Regions from separate parts of the Gossypium arboreum genome. Here region 2 is linked to region 1. Evidence: chromatin contacts called from public Hi-C data. All regions are on one chromosome and are shown on one strand. Each heading gives the region's core, a stretch centred on a gene start, on an enhancer-like site or on the middle of the called end of the contact. The rest is flanking DNA. Distances are from core to core; before and after follow the strand shown.

The links. A called contact is a pair of places that touch in the nucleus more often than the background predicts.
Region 2: a contact with region 1 is called in a Hi-C map of leaf, with 3 times the contacts expected there. The contact joins the enhancer-like site here to the promoter of LOC108458463 in region 1. A contact is called at or near these places in 2 of 5 Hi-C or Micro-C datasets (both in leaf).

Annotation. Positions count from the first base shown.
Region 1 is chr4:15,300,384-15,305,802 of ASM2569848v2, forward strand. It overlaps LOC108458463, which reads right to left and starts at 1,303. Exons shown (of 5, transcript XM_017757874.2): 1 at 1,036-1,303; 2 at 833-917; 3 at 1-57. The coding sequence starts at 1,092.
Region 2 is chr4:15,638,011-15,643,079 of ASM2569848v2, forward strand. No RefSeq gene overlaps it. Among protein-coding and RNA genes, the nearest start is that of LOC108457653, 25 kb to the left of the region's middle. Within about 2 kb of position 2,906, at least 1 of the 2 cell types and tissues checked has an H3K27ac peak or open chromatin away from gene starts, as enhancers often do. A contact at or near this core is called in leaf, where this site is marked.

The DNA.
Region 1 (5,419 bases), core at 53-2,552:
ATGATGAGATACTAAACACTCCCTTCCAGTTGTTTTGTGATTGTTGGTCAAATCCTTCTGCATATAATAGACAAAGGGATCGTTAAACTCTAAGGTGCCTCAGTAGCACTAAATAAAAGCGTTACATATTACCATCAGTGAGTGACATCTTAAGGCAGTACTTTAGCTGCTATAGCCTTTGAATTTTAGAACATGGAAGCAAAATCAGTAATCTACACTCTAAATCCCTTACTTTGAAGAGTCATACACAAAAAAATAAAATAAAAAAAGAAGAACTACTCCAGGAAAGTTCAAAAATATTAACAGAACCACGAAAAGGATATATGCATCAAATAAAGGATTTTAATTGGGTACCTCCCTTCTATGTAAAGAAATTTGTGATTACGAAAATAACAGTTAACTACTCCAGAATGCAAATACAAACATAACAGTTAGCGCTATAGTCTATTCTTTCAAAAATAAAAGGCATCGGAAGTTTCATTCTTCCTCACTAAATTACCTTAACTTTAAATAAGAAAACCACTCAATTCAACGCCAAATCTTCCATGTCTCAACTCTAGATATCATGATTATTGAAAGTTCCTCTCCCCAGTTATTTTCCATTTGGGAAATAATAAAACTAAACAATTCTCTTAAGACATTAGTTATTTCAAATATAGAGAAAAAATCAGAGATAAATTTAAGTTTTTTCTTATAGGGCAAGGAAATCAAATAAAAGATATATAAAGATTTTTTTTTAAAGGGAGGAAAAATCACGTTTCATAGTACGAAAAATGAAAGATTGATACATTTAACTAATTTTCTTTTTCTAGAAATAAAAAAGAATATATACCGGTCGGAGGTCCAAGAGTTTGATAACCTCGGCCACCACCTCCTCTTCTGCCATACGAGGCTTCACTTTCTTCATTAACAACAGCCTAGGATTCGAATAACAATTTTCAAATAATATTCTAAACTAATTTACATAAGAATGCCGATCTTGATAAATTAATTCAAAAGGAAGAAAAAAGAGAAAAAGAAAATTAAGAAGCTTACGGGAACTGAGCCGAGTAAATGACTAGTAGGACGATTCCAATACGAAGATTCATCCATTGAAAGTAAGAGATCGAACTAAGAGTTTAACAAAAAACAGATTTAGTTTTTCTTCTGGAAAGTGGAAATTAGTTAAAAGGAGAAAAGTTCCGATGAGTTTTCCTTGCCGTAGTTTAGAAGCAACGGAGACGACGAGGGAAAGAAATACTTTGACTAAACCGTCAACTACTTATAGCTCTAACTTTCTCGGGACGCGCCATTTATAAGCGCTGCGTTTCACGCGTTTCGTCGCCTTTTTAAATTTTCCAGCTACGTTCACATGATTAGTCTTTCACTTTTGGGTTATTGATGGGCCTACTTTTGGCTCCAGTTTTTTTACTTTAATTGACGGCTCATGTATTCATGGGATGGTTTGGGTTCAACCCATATGAATGAATACCTTATTTTTATTATTCTAACAATATTAAATAAAATTTTATTATTAAAATAGTATTTCCAATTCCTATCTTTCAAATAAAAATACTTGTATTCTATTAACTACTTTATTCATAAAATTCTTTTAAAAATTTTAAATTGAAAAATGTGCTCTTAAATGCCATTAAATCTATGTTCTCTTGATTGTTACAGTTAAACCGATGTTAACTAAATTATAACTCAATTAACTTATTTTCGCTTATGTTAAATGATTGAATGCATGCAATTAAAATTTATACAAAAATTAAATGCATAGGTATAATTTTTAATCTCCTTAATTGGAATTTACATTTTGAACAATGCCAATAATATTCAAACTCAAAATCATGGAGTTGAATTGATTTCTTTTGAAGTACTTAGATTTAATATCTTTAGAAGAACATGAATTACTTGAAATGACATATAAATTTGGACTTCTCTTTTTCTTCCAGATTCATTAGCAATAGGCCAGGCAATCGGATTTATACAACCAACATTGCTTTCTGGGGTCGCCCATGCAGCACCAACAATTAACTTGAGGGCTACATTCAAGGTGCAACAGACATGGTCCAAGGTTAATGTTCGCATTAAGCAATCTCTTACCTGTTTTTACACAAAATAAAATAAAATAAAATTAAAATGGTATTTAATATTTGATATATTCACAGCAAATTTTTTTATTTTACAAAAAATTTTAAAAATTATCACAAGTCTCTTTTATATATATATATATATATAAATATTTTACTATATTCTTATAGGAGACTTATCAATTTCTTGACTCTGTTTATGAAATTAAAACTCTACTGATAGTATATCAAAATTTTAAAATTACTATCTTTAATAAATTTAAAAATTAAGTATTAATTATTAATTATTAAAACATTTAGTTTATTCCTTAAAAGAAATATTTAGTTTATAAATTTACTTTTATATCATAATAATATATTCAAAATAATTTTGGATAAAACTTTAAAAAATAATTTTCTTTCTTAGTTAAAACATATAAATTTAAATAAATCTATCTAAATATATTTTATCCTATGTACTTATTAACTCCATTCAACAAACCATGATTTTCGAATTTTATATTAAATAAAAATTTATTTAATACTTAAACACTTAAAAAAATTAAATTACAACTTTTCTCCAATACATTATTAAATGCGCTGAAATTTTAAATAAATAATGGAAATGATTAATTTGGGACTTACCTTCTGCAACCAATACAGTGAAAGCCAAAGCAAATAAAACAAGAGCAAAATGAGCAGCCACGAACTTGAAATTTCTCATGATATAAAATATTAATAAAGAGTTTCGTTTTGAATCTAGGATTGCAACAACTCGAAAGATTGATAGGTTCATATAGGAATTCATTGTTAACAGCATCCCCTCAATTTCTGTATGTAAATATCGTGTGTTTAAAAATATAGTTGTGTTATTATAATAATTTGTAGGTTGTAAGTTTAAGTGTTATCAATTTCATAATAACTTTAGAGATTATAGTTTAAAAATTTTATAAAAAAATATTATATAATAACATAAGAATTGGGGATGATTTATTATTATGGTTCACACATGTGTAGTGCGGAGAGCCATTGAAGTTGGTGGTTTTTGGGGGTCTCATTCAAATAGATTTTTGAGAGAAATTAAGTAAAGTATTGTCACGTATCCTTTTTCTCTTGTGATGGAGAGAGATTTTATAAAGGAAGAATTTTGGTATGGATCCCAATAAAGTAATATTTGGTGATTACGAGTTTGAGTGCTTCATTAGAATGTGATGGGTTTATTCACATTCTAATGAAGCTTTGATGTCCATACAACCACCTTATATATTAGCATATCATTTTAGTGGGACTCACATAAAAACTCTTTATAAAAGTTCTCTCTATCAAAAAAAAAAAAAAGGAGGTTCCAAGATATATGCCAAAGCATTCCTAATCTCTCCAAGCTCACGAGACCCCTCAAAATCACTAACTTAAGTGGCTTTTCACACCAAATGTGGTATGAACCACCATTACAAATACTCTCAAGTTTTGTGTAATAATAGTTGGCGTCATATGTGGGAACTAAGTAAAAGATCATGTCTCTTCTATGAGTAAGAATCCATGGCTTAATTCCCTCAAGCTCTTTTATCTTTCTTTATTTATGCATCTCTTGAAGCTTTTAGTAGTGTGGGGTCTTTTGAAGTTGTTGTCTAATTTGGGTTTCTTGAAGCTTTTAACTTATGGTGGCAATGCAGATATTTCCTTCAAATACATAAAAAAAGTACTTCTTATACTCCCAAGAGAGGGTTAACATGGGGCTAATAGGAAGCCTTTTTCCAACACCCAAGGGTTACTCGGTTGCATACTATGGGGCCCTTCACCAGCATGCTAGGGGAGCCATTTGCTAGCACACCAAAAGGGCTACTCCAGTACACATAGGCAGGTCCTATGTTAGCACACTAGGGGATCCCTTGCTCGCACATTAGGAAGCCCTTGGTTGGAGGAGGCCCTTCATTTAAAAGGGAACTCTCATGGCTAGGAAGGGATAAGCACTAACTATGACATTTGTATATACGTTCAAGTTTGAAAAAAAAAAAAAAATTCAAAAACCACTACTCTAAAACTCTCAAAATTTATATAAGATAATTACTCTTATAGTTAAAAACTTATTATGAGAAATAACTTTTACGAATTCCTATTTTAGTACTTTATTAACATTTTTACAATATTGAAATATAAAAACAAATGTCCTAATTTTTAGTTAATTAAAGCTTTTGATTGTGTACACATTAAAAAAATAAAGCTTTTGATTGGGTTACAAGTCAAGTGTGATAAACTCAATTAAAGAAATAGACAAAAAACAAAATTTTATATCTATGTCTATCTATACTATATATAAAGTTTTTAATTGCATGGGTTCTGACCCAAGTGACACCAAAACTACAAGTGTCATGCCTCAAAATATAGGGGGTTAATTGAAATAAATAACTAAGAAGTTGAATAGGCTTGATGGTTAAATGGTTAGTGGATTCCTTACAGATTCTAGGTCCAAACCACTCTTCTCTCATTTCTTTTCTTTTTAATTTCAGCACACTAGGACAAAACCACACCAAAATAAATACTATTTGGAGTAGAAATTAAACAAGAAATAGACCTTGTCCTAATAGTAACACACTTGTTTTTGCCCCTTACATAACAATGTTTGAGCCACCCAAGTCCCTTTCATTTTATTTTCGACAGACTAGGGGAAATTACCATGCAACCCCTCAAGATTTGAAAACCTTAGCTATTTAGTCCAATTTTCTCAATTAGACAAGGATTTTTTTCTTTTTAAACCCCGATCAAAATTCTATTTCTCTCCCCATTTCTTCTCATCTTTTTTTTTTCTATTCTATTTTTACATCAAAATTTTTTCTTACCATTGTTGAAATTATTTTTGTTTCCCGAATTAAAATCTATTCCAAATTCAATTTGTTTTTCAACTGAATTCGTAATTTTCATTAGAAACATTCCTCATCTTTGCCAAGAATTGGTATGTAACACCCCGAACTCGGCCTAGACATTTTGGCCGAATCTGAAAGTGTTACGAAGAAGAGTTTTGAAATCAATCTTATTATGTTAAATTTCTTGTGTTTAATTGTTACTAAAAAGAATCCACATTATCAAACATTTTATTATTTTCGTTAAGGAAAACATTGTTAATTTGCTTTTCCAGAGAACTTATTTTGCAGCGGAAGTTTGATATAGTTAAAGTTGAAAATCGAGTTTATGTTTTCAGAAAAAATATTTGTTTGCTTAAAACCGTGGTTTTGCCAAACATTGCAGTATAAAAGTCAAAAACACATCCAAAACCAAAATTAAAACAAACAGTCCAGAGAGTTCCAAAATTACAAAAATCTCAAAAAATAATCCAAGTTTTTAAATAAAAACCATTGATCAAAACAATA
Region 2 (5,069 bases), core at 1,656-4,155, 340 kb after region 1:
ACTATGAATTCACCACATTCCCTGGCACGTTCCATCTTCTCTGGACATATCTTAAGACTGTGTAGGATACACCACAACATTTTCTATGGAACTATTTCTTTAGAGTTCGCCATACGTATTATTCCTTCAGAGTTCACTATACGTACTATTCTTTCAAATTTTGCCATACGTATTATTTGTTCAAAGTTTTTCATACTCACCATTCTTTAGAGTTAGCCTTACATATCATTCTTCTAGGGTTTGCCATACTTGCCAATCCTCTCTTTCAGAGTCTATGACAAAAGCGTTTCCTTTAGATGATTGCATAAGGGCCTTCCTTTAGAAGGCGCCATGAAGGTGTTCCTTTCCATAGATCGCCAAAAAGGCTTCCATTTCATAGATTTCCACAAAGGCATCTATTTTATGGCGTGTTCAAGATAGGGATTCGCTTAGACTCACATTACGTGAGGTTTGCCCTTAATCGTTTTGGGTTACGCAGAGAACTCCATTAGGTAATAACCTTCATTTAGTTCTTTCCATATGATGCCATAACCTACCAGTTATGGTCATATATAATATGGTCTTTCCATATGACGCCATAGCCCACCAGCTATGGTCTTACACAATATTGGATCATGGAATTTTCCTTTCAAAGAATTGTGTTTAAAGTCTCGATAGACTCCTTTATATGACTCCGTGGAGACAGACACAGACTCATTTAACAATTCTTTCATGCTTTGACACCATACATAAATTAACATACATTTCATTTCATATTATCTCATACATTCCAAAAGCACTCATATAGTTTTATTTCATCATTAGAACAACTGTCTCATGCTTAACCTATCAGTTTCCTCATGAACTAGATATGCACGACTCATTTAGTGTTCACAATCTGGCCATTTTCTATAGAAACATCACAATTAATACCTTACATACAAGAGTTGACTTAGGAAGTCACCTGACAAGAATGTATAGCAGGTTGAGCTCCAGATCCAAGATCTTTTCAGGAGTTGTAGTAACCACTGCCTCTTAAAACAAAAGAACACCATAAAAATCCATTCGAATAACCTTTCCATCATATTAAATACAAATAACCTATAAACAAAGTCTTTACTTTTTCAGGTATTCATGTGGATCTACTTTTCAGAGTCATAAAACTCACCTCGACATGGAAAAAATTTTAGAAGAATCCAGAGGTTCGGATCCAACTTAAAGAAAAATGCTTCTCCTTTTCTCCAGCATTAGATTTTAATATTTTTAAAAGAAAAGAATATAACTCCCTTTATTTCAACTTGAAGACCTATTAAAATAGTCCAAGTCTTTATTGGAACTTGATAAATGTCACATCACTACTGACTTATCTTATCAATGGTCTACAAATTTTGAGGAAACTAACTTTTAAATATCATGGTTCTCGTTCAGTTAGTTCCTAACCAACTTACCTTATAACTTAACTTGTAAAGTATCATGGGGAAAATGGTATACTACTTCTGACGTGGGCTTATACCTTCAGTAACTATTTACCTGACTGTATTATTCTTTTATCAAATCACAATTATCTAGCATGGAATTCTTAACATATTGAACATACAACTGTGTTCGCCCCCATTATACTCTGAAAAAGAGCACTTGAGTGGTTACAAATTCACCAATTGTACTTTTCAAAGACTACGCCAAACCTTGTGCCTGCAAGAACTGAGGTGTTATAGGCTTGCTCAAAGAATTCTTATACTTATTCAACTTTTTATACTTTACACACACTCAAAACTTACTATTTATGCCTCACTTCCATAGAGATCATTTGAACACTAAGGTTTCGTCGAGTAGGATGCTACATAATGAGCTAGAGGAGGGACCGATTGGAGATATATAATTAGGGCTCAAATAATTTATAATTAAAATTTAATTTTTCGCCTATTAATTATAAACTTATTTAGTAATAAAGTCATTCCATTATAGTATTGTGATTGAGCTCTCCCCAATTACATACCATTACGAAAGCTACTCAATAAGTGCTTGTCCAATGACCTTGTCATAAGTGTGTTACCCTCAGAAGATATCCTTAATCTCTTTAGGATAAATTCGTTCTCCCAATATGATCCTATTTTATCTCATGGTAACCATTTGTATAGTTTACCCAAAAGTAGTTGTAATCATTTAAATTTGTCACAAGTACTTACAATTGTAATTTTATATATATTATCACAAAAATAAATAATTGTACCAACTTAACAATAATTACAAATGCAATAGTCTTAATTAGTATAGAGTGATAATTAAGACTTTTGTTAAACACTTGTTTGACATGGATTCAAACCATATTATCCTTATCTCCATCCTTATGTTATATAAAAGAAAACATGTTAAGGCCATTAAATTTAAACCTCGTAAATTATAAAGACTAAATTTATAACTTTACTAACTATTTTCTTTTCCACCACAACTGCGTTTTTCTTGTAGTTAAAACCCAGGTGACAGCATGGGCTAGCTAATAGCAACCAACCATTCTTGTGGGTAGTTAGGCCTGGACCAATCCATGGTTTAGAATGGCTTCAACCACTGCTAAATGGTTTCTGGAAACATTGAGCGGTAGCCTAGGAGGGTACATATGGTTTCATGGGCTCCTCAACGACAAGCCTTAGCTCATCCAGCTTGGTAGCTTTTTGGACTCACAAATCACAAGTCCCACCTTTAACTTGGAATGCAACACCAACACAATAAATACAAATAAATTTAGAAAAAAAAAAGATAATACAAATATGAAAGAAATTATATGAACACCATAAATTTTATATAAAGCAAATATTTTTTTGAAAATTTATATAAATATAACATTTTAAACATGATTACAATATGCAAATTAATATGTACCATGATGCACATTGAACAATCTCCTCATATTATTATAATTTAACTTTTGAGAGTACAAGTGAAAGGGGTCATAATTAAGGACGGAACCAAGACAAATCAAGGAGTGGCCAAGCATAGTAGTAGGTACTATTTTAATACTAAATAATTTAAGTTTTATTCTGATGAAAATTTTGATTTGGTGCGTATCAATTCGTACCATTTGATATAGGATTTTAATATTTTAAATTATTTTTAATATTTTATATTTTAAATATTTTTATATATTTTATAAGTTTCGATAAAAAGAATTATAACATAACCCTAAAATATGTAAAAATTAAATAATATCCCTATGAATAAATTGAACACCACACAATCTTATGAGAATCACCAACCACACACATACAAAACAAAGAAGCGTAATTTTAAAATATACAAAAATTGTTGAGGTATACTTTTTGTGAAGCAAAGTTCCAAATCTCTTGAACCAATCTTTAGAAATTGCTAAATATATTGCTTTAATATCATGAAAAATTAATTTCTTTTTAGAAACATATTTGAAATAATTTAAAAATAAGAAAAGATAAACTCTAAATTTATAAACCCAAAAGAAAAAAAATCACAAACTTACAGTAAGAAAATCTAACAACAAAATGGTGTGATGTCAATAGTGAATTAGTAGTTTGTTAAAAGATAGTTAAAAATTATTTAACACAATTCAATCATCAAATTTCATGTTTCATTTATATAGATCATGTATGTTAAATTTGGAGTAAAGTAAATATTTAATTATTTGTTTTATGTAAAAACTTTGAAACTTTGAATATATATTAATATAGAAATTATTTTACATTGATATGATAAAAATATCAAATTGATTCAAATATTTACAAGTATGACAAATACAATTATATTGATAAATTAAATGATTAAATTATTAAAATATTAGTTATAATAAAAGTTACAAAGTGAATCCTTCCTTAATATATATATATATATATATATATATATATATATATATATATATATATATCCGTGAATAAGTACTTGTTCTTAAAGACACTTACCCCTATTAAGTTTAATGTAAAATTATCCCTATAGTTTCAAGAATATCGACTTATCTCTCTCAAGTTCGAAAAAATCCCACAAACCCCTTTAAAATCTATTTACTAAGCAAACCTTAAATAAATAAAAAAGAGACAATTATCCCTTTTATTATTTATCAATTCATTTTCTATTTGATTAATTCATTTCTCTTTAATTAAAAATAATGGAATTTTAATTACATATGAAGTCTTACAAAATGAAATATATTTGACTTCTTTCATTAAGAAATTATATTCAACTTCAATTAAAAGTAAATATTTTAAATTTATATTTAATTTAATTATATATTAATCTTGAGATACATTCATTAAATTATTTTATGTAAAATTAATTAGTTACCATTATTAAAAAGTTTTCATGAAAATTTTTTAAAATATAAAAGTAAAAAATATCTCAAGATTAATATTATAATTAAATAATTAACATGTATTTGTATAGAAAAATCATTAAATAAAAAACACACAATAAAAGAGACGACAATAAAATAAAATAAAATATAATTATAACTTTTATCTCAAGTGGTAGTCTAGTTACCTATAAGTGTCTTATAGCATATTGGGCACATATTTATATCCCACCAAGAGTAAATGTTGAGATTTTTTTAGTGGGTGACCATGTATATCTGCGTGATTCACTTTATTAAGCACCCAACAAAGCGCCCTCACACTATAAACCTTCTACCTCTTTAGGCACCTATGCTTTCATTAAAGACAAAAGAAAAAAATAAAACCCACCAAAGATATTACCAACAAGTTGAAGGGTTCATTAGCTCTTGATGGATAAAACTTTGCAGACTTTGACAATGAAATCAACCTCCCTCAACAAGGCCTTAGTTTAATGGGATGGTTAAGGTCTTGAGAACTTTAAGATCCCAAGTTCAAGTCCCACTCTTTGTAAACCATGTATGGGTTCTTAACCTATATTTATTATGGTTTATGTTTCACTATATGTGTATTTTGTATAAATTATGTTGGTAGTGTTGATATATTCTGATTATTAGTTTGATTGTGCTTTATACTTGATTAATTTTGATTATGATTATTTGAGTATAAGTATAACTTCAAAAAAAAAACTTACATATATATTAATTGAACAATGCATTATTTTAACATTTGATTATATTAGAA